Linked DNA regions of Mus musculus: region 1 is linked to region 2. Evidence: chromatin contacts called from public HiChIP or PLAC-seq data. All regions are on one chromosome and are shown on one strand. The core of a region is the stretch at or near the end of the contact, and the rest is flanking DNA. Distances in the headings are between cores, read along the strand shown.

Region 1 (2,700 bases), core at 117-2,616, 280 kb before region 2:
ATGCTACCCATGACCCAGACGCTCTAGAAATGGCTGCAATCTTCTCAATAAAGGCAGGTTAATTAAATACATAACTAAGTAGGCATGGCTTTATAGCTCTTTTACTTATTCATATAAACAAACCTATAGATCAGAAATATGCATTTCTTCAGGTCAGATTCCTAAGACTTGATTTTTTTTTTACACTTGGAGAAACAGTTACTGGAATTATTTTTCAATTATGGGTTTATTAGCTTGGCCCAAAAATCTAAGACTGGAATTAATATTTTAAATGCAGAAGAGGAGGGGGAAGAGGAGGAGGTGTCCTATCACTAAATAACATGAAACATTGTTGCTATTAAGTCTCAGGACTGTGGTTCTACAGGTCAGCAAGGAGTAAAGAGCAATGTTGGCATTCGAACCCAAGACTGTAGTGGGTCTGACGCTGCTTGCATCCTGTAGCTAAAAACGGGTTCCTCAGTGTGAGGTTGCCTCCTACGAGCAGATGCCATGTGAACCTTCTCCCCATTTCAACTGGTCAATAAAAGGCCAGCGCCTGTGATTGGGCAGAGCCTCGAGGGAGTAAGACAGGACTGGAGGTTCCAGAGGAGGTTCCAGGTTGGGGAAGGGAAGAGGGCAGACACTGAAGAGGAAGCTGCCACGGACCAGACTCCCACTGCAGGGAGAAACAAAATAACAAGGGACTGAATGACTGGGTAATAAATTAGAATAGCCTTCAATCTACCCAATCTAGACATTTGGCTTATAAATAAAATATCTGGATTGTGTGTCTTTCATAGGGACATAGTAAACCAATAATTCTAACAACCCAAGACCAGCTTTCTGGACCTCACTCATCTCTGTATGAGAGGGTGTCCTCGACCATGCCCCTGCACTAGCCCTATCACGGCTATCATGTGTTGCTCTGTTCAGCCTTGTCATCTTTCAGATCTTGTATTTGTTGAAAAACACCAGGAAGAATGTTGCTTTCTCCACCTTTTCTCTTTATGTATCTCAGATACAGTTGATACAAAGCCAATCAGTGAAGGGGCAGGCAGTGGTGTTTGTGTCTCAGCCCCAAGGCGTCCACTTTGTAATCCTTTCCATGATCCCTGTGCTGGTGCAGCCATGAGTGAACAGGTCACTGGGCGATTTGTCGGTGGTTCTGTTCAGAGAAAAAGCAGCTGTCTGCTAGAACAGGGCTCTGGAGCTGTGCTCCTCCTCAGAGTCTACAGCTGTTGTTTCCTGTCAGCCCCAGCCTCAGGGGGAGTCTAGGAATCTGGTCAGATGATTTTGCCTCATTTTTGCCATAGGAAGGACAATTCAATACCAAGACGAACCTCCCAGTGCCTCAGACATTCAGTTCTGTGGCCACTAAGCCCCTGTGACTCACCAACAAAGCCACATCAACACAGGGAACAGTCTTTTCTGTGCTGTGACTCCTCCTCCTCCTCCTCTTCTTCCTCCTCCTCCTCCACCTCCTCTTCCTCCTCCTCCTCCTCCTCTTCCTCCTCCTCCTCTTCCTCCTCTTCTCCTCTCCTCCTCCTCCTCCTCCTCCTCCTCCTCCTCCTCCTCCTCCTCCTCTTCCTCCTCCTCCTCCTCCTCCACCATTTAAGTGATTTTTGCATTTATAGTAGATTCTGCCTCCAGATCTCTGACATTTGACATTGCTGGGTGATGTCCTAATAAAGAAGGGTCAGCACAGTGCCTTTGGTGCACGGGAGTTTCCCTGAGGCTTCACAGTCACCACTGCACCCTGGACGTTTTTCCCTGGGTGCCTCTTGTGATGACTGCTTTATTCAGGCAGGATGGTGCCCAGTGGGGGCTAATCAGCACAGAGGCTGGGGTTGAAATCACAAACCTAATACAGCTTTTCTGCCTGGCTTGAGGGATAGAGTGCACCTGCTGGAGGAGAGGGCAGGAGGCCTCTCCCCACCCCACCCAAACCCCTATGCACATAAGTGCAGTGCTGTTGACCCACCCATTTTGTGCTTTTATAGTCACCCAAATTCTCTTCCTTTGTCAGAATCCATCCTGGTAACAGCTTGAGCAATGCAGCAGTCATGCTATGAAATGACTTGCAAACCACAGACACAAATATTTGGGCCAAGAATGAGGAATCCACTGCTGTCACATTCCATTATTTCTGGTGGAGCAATTCACTAACATTTTGGAATCTAGATCATAAATTATGCAGAGCCTTAGCAAAAGAGCTGAGAACACAAACTGCTGTAATAAAACTCCCGTTACTGGAGTCGTAAAAAGAGAACAAAGAAAAGGCAAAGAAGAAGATGGGTGTAGGACTTCCATGCCGTGCTCTGTCTACCTCCCTTAACCATCCACAGAACAACCATCACACGGCTACACCGTCATCCGAACCATCACTCTAGAGTCCCCACAACACAATAGGCCTTTTGAAGGATGCCTAAACGCCTCACTGTGCATACACCTGAGCCATCTGCACATGCCTGGTGACTCTCAGGGGGTCACTGGCCTTTGGGTTCATTCTGGAGGGAGGTGTCACAGACAAGTGGCCTCCCGTGGAACAGACAATAGCAGAGTCTCCTGTCTCCCAGTCCACTGAGCTTGGTCTCGCAGCAGAATGTCCCTAAGAATGGCAGGTGTCCAAAGATTATTTGAAGGACTGACGGGAAGTAGAACAGGTAGAGAGCAGATAGACAAATGGACAAACGCTGACTAACAACAGATGGGTCAGTGTGT
Region 2 (2,700 bases), core at 56-2,555:
ACAGCCATCCCACAATGCATGTCTTCATACAGCCATCTCACAATGCACGTCTTCATACAGCCATCCCACAGAAGGCAGGGTGTACGTCTGTCTGATCACTACAGGACATGCCGAATTCAGAAGCAGTCACAATTTGGTCAATTTAAAAATAAGTCAAATATTATAAGACAAAATTGAGGATTTTGTGGGGTGAGGAGACTTGGGTCTCACTATGTCGCTCTGGCAGTCCTGGAACTATGAAGACCAGAATTGCTTCAAACTCAAAGAAATCTTCCTGTATGGGTATCTTGATTGCTGAATTAGAGGTGTGCACCACTACATCCTGCTAAGATCTAATTTTTATACTTTTTGTCTACTGAAGTTTTTCTAACACAAAGCCTCAAATTTGTTAGTCACAGCTGACTTTGAACTTGTGATTATCCTGTCCCTATCTATCTCCAAGTACTGAGATCACACGTGTGTGCTGCCATGCCCAGCTCACATCGTTTAAACTAAAATAGATGCTACCATACTTCCATTTACAAATGAACTTAAGAGAACTGATGCAATCTGGGAAAAGATGATTTTATTCCGCCTTTTTAAAGTACATTATAATAATAACACCATGAATCTCTGAAGCCCGAGAGTGTCTGGCTCATTGTAGCGCTTCCTAAGGATTAAGCACTTCGGGTGCTGGAGAGGGAGCTCAGCTGGCTAAAAACACCTGCTGCAGCTTTAGCACCCACAGGAGGAGGCTCCCAGCCACCTGTGTCTCCCTCCAGTTCCAGCCTGACAATCTAAAATCAATCTCAGGAAGTCACATGGCAGAAGTAGAGAACTGACTGGTGCAAGCTCTCCTCTGACCTTCATACTCTGCTGTGCCCACATAAGTGCTGACCACACACACACATACCACATACACACACCACAAATACACACACATCACACACACAGATGACACACAAACATACACCTCACTCACACAACATACAACACAGAAACACCACACACACATAAAGACACACAAATGCCCACTCACACAACTTAAAACACAGATAGACACACCACACACATATATACACACACACTATACTACACCACACACACACAGCACAAATAAACACACCCCACAGGGGCCCACACACACAATGTTTAGAAAGTTTTTAAAGAATTAAGTATTTCAAAAACAAATTCTATCAAAAAATATAAGATACAGATGACTGAGAAAACAAGAGTGGTTCAAATGTAAAATACGTACCACATACCAGGACATATAATATAATAGCTTCTAAATGTGAGTACGACTCATCACCAGAAGATGGCCAGCGCATGAGTCAGTGCATATGCCAATGTGTGTTTAGACATTCCACAATGTATTCTCTACCAAAACATTATGTCGTTCTTCTGAAGCACAGAACTCTCCTTTATCAACTGAAAGCCCGGTGCTGCAGCTACTTACACCAACACACACCTGCAGCAAGGAAACAACACTCACTGTACCTCACTCCATGTCTTAGGAACCCAGGTTTACAAACAAGCATCACACCATGGCTGCAGTTAAGTGGCGGAACTAGATTTTCCAACCTGCTGTGGGTCTGAGTGCAATACAAGCGAATGTTCACATAGAGGCCAAGGGCAATATGAGATGTCCTTCCTCCTCAGGCACCATCAATCCTGTTTTTAAGGCAGGCTCTTACTGGGAGCAGCTAGGCTGCTGTGAGCGAGTGAGTCTCAGAGATCTACTAGATCTACCTCCCAGCACCTGAATTACAAGCATCTCCACCACATTCAGCTTCTTACATGAGTGTTCATGGTTGCACAGGACTTTAATGACTGCGCTATCTCCTCAATGCATCAAACTATGTCTTTCTGACTCTCAAACCAACAAGGCTTGCTCTAGACCAATCTGATAAAATTGACAGAGACCTAAAGTACAAAGTGCAAACCCTCTAAGGACTTGAGTAGCCACCTAATTCACAATGGATACTTTCTAAGCTGATGCACATCCTGAAACGGCAGATGCTGAAACTGCACACAGTAACAAATGCTGAACATGTATCACTTATACGTGAGTCCTGTTTAAAGCCAACAACTGGCAGCATAAGCATGCTAGTCCCCGACATCGATGAAGGAGCAGAGAAATCCTCCCCGTTGGTGACAACAGTCATCTCAACACTGCAGTGCATTATTCAACTGTTGTGGAGACGATGATTTAAGGTTGCTGGGCTTCCGATCATATAAAAGAAAAGAAAGAAACGCGATGCATGACACGTATGCTGAAAATCTTAATAAACAATTGTTACTGCTTCCCATGTTTTTGTAATTTTGACACCTTACTATACATACACTTTCTATACATAAAAAAAGCTTAATGTAAAGTGTCCACCTCACCCATCTCCCATTCACCACCTATCTTGATCAAAAGTCTTTGTGCAGTGATGAACTACAACATGTAGGCTTGTGTACACTCCAGAAGGTTGCTGTAAGACAGCACCACCTGATGGCGCAATACTCAGAAAATACTATGATCACAAAAAGATGTAAGACTGTAGTAGTTGTACGCACATTTCCTTATGATTAATTTATAAATTAGGTGCATTAAGACAACAGTGCCAGGCTTAGAGGCACACACTTTTAATCTCGGCAGAGAGAGGCAGAGGCAGGCATATCTCCAAGTTCAAGACCAGTCTGGTCTACAGAGCATGTTCCACAACAGTCAAC

The links. HiChIP or PLAC-seq counts read pairs in DNA pulled down with a chosen protein or histone mark.
Region 1: a contact with region 2 is called in an H3K27ac HiChIP or PLAC-seq map of embryonic fibroblasts, with 4 times the contacts expected there. The contact joins two enhancer-like sites. A contact is called at or near these places in 3 of 15 datasets of contacts at CTCF or cohesin (the NIH/3T3 cell line, pro-B cells and stem cell-derived epiblast-like cells), 6 of 484 Hi-C or Micro-C datasets (CD4 T cells, bone marrow-derived macrophages, cerebral cortex and 3 more) and 7 of 115 datasets of contacts at active chromatin or transcription factors (T-cell acute lymphoblastic leukemia, differentiating embryonic stem cells, embryonic basal ganglia and 3 more).

What each region holds. Positions count from the first base shown.
Region 1 is chr5:111,204,562-111,207,261 of GRCm38.p6, reverse strand. The region is part of intron 6 of Ttc28 (tetratricopeptide repeat domain 28); the gene reads right to left. Among named protein-coding and RNA genes, the nearest start is that of Gm35628, 29 kb to the left of the region's middle. Within about 2 kb of position 1,366, at least 69 of the 459 cell types and tissues checked have an H3K27ac peak or open chromatin away from gene starts, as enhancers often do. A contact at or near this core is called in embryonic fibroblasts, where this site is marked.
Region 2 is chr5:110,924,611-110,927,310 of GRCm38.p6, reverse strand. All of the region lies in intron 2 of Ttc28 (tetratricopeptide repeat domain 28), which reads right to left. Among named protein-coding and RNA genes, the nearest start is that of Ttc28, 46 kb to the right of the region's middle. Within about 2 kb of position 1,305, at least 14 of the 459 cell types and tissues checked have an H3K27ac peak or open chromatin away from gene starts, as enhancers often do. A contact at or near this core is called in embryonic fibroblasts, where this site is marked.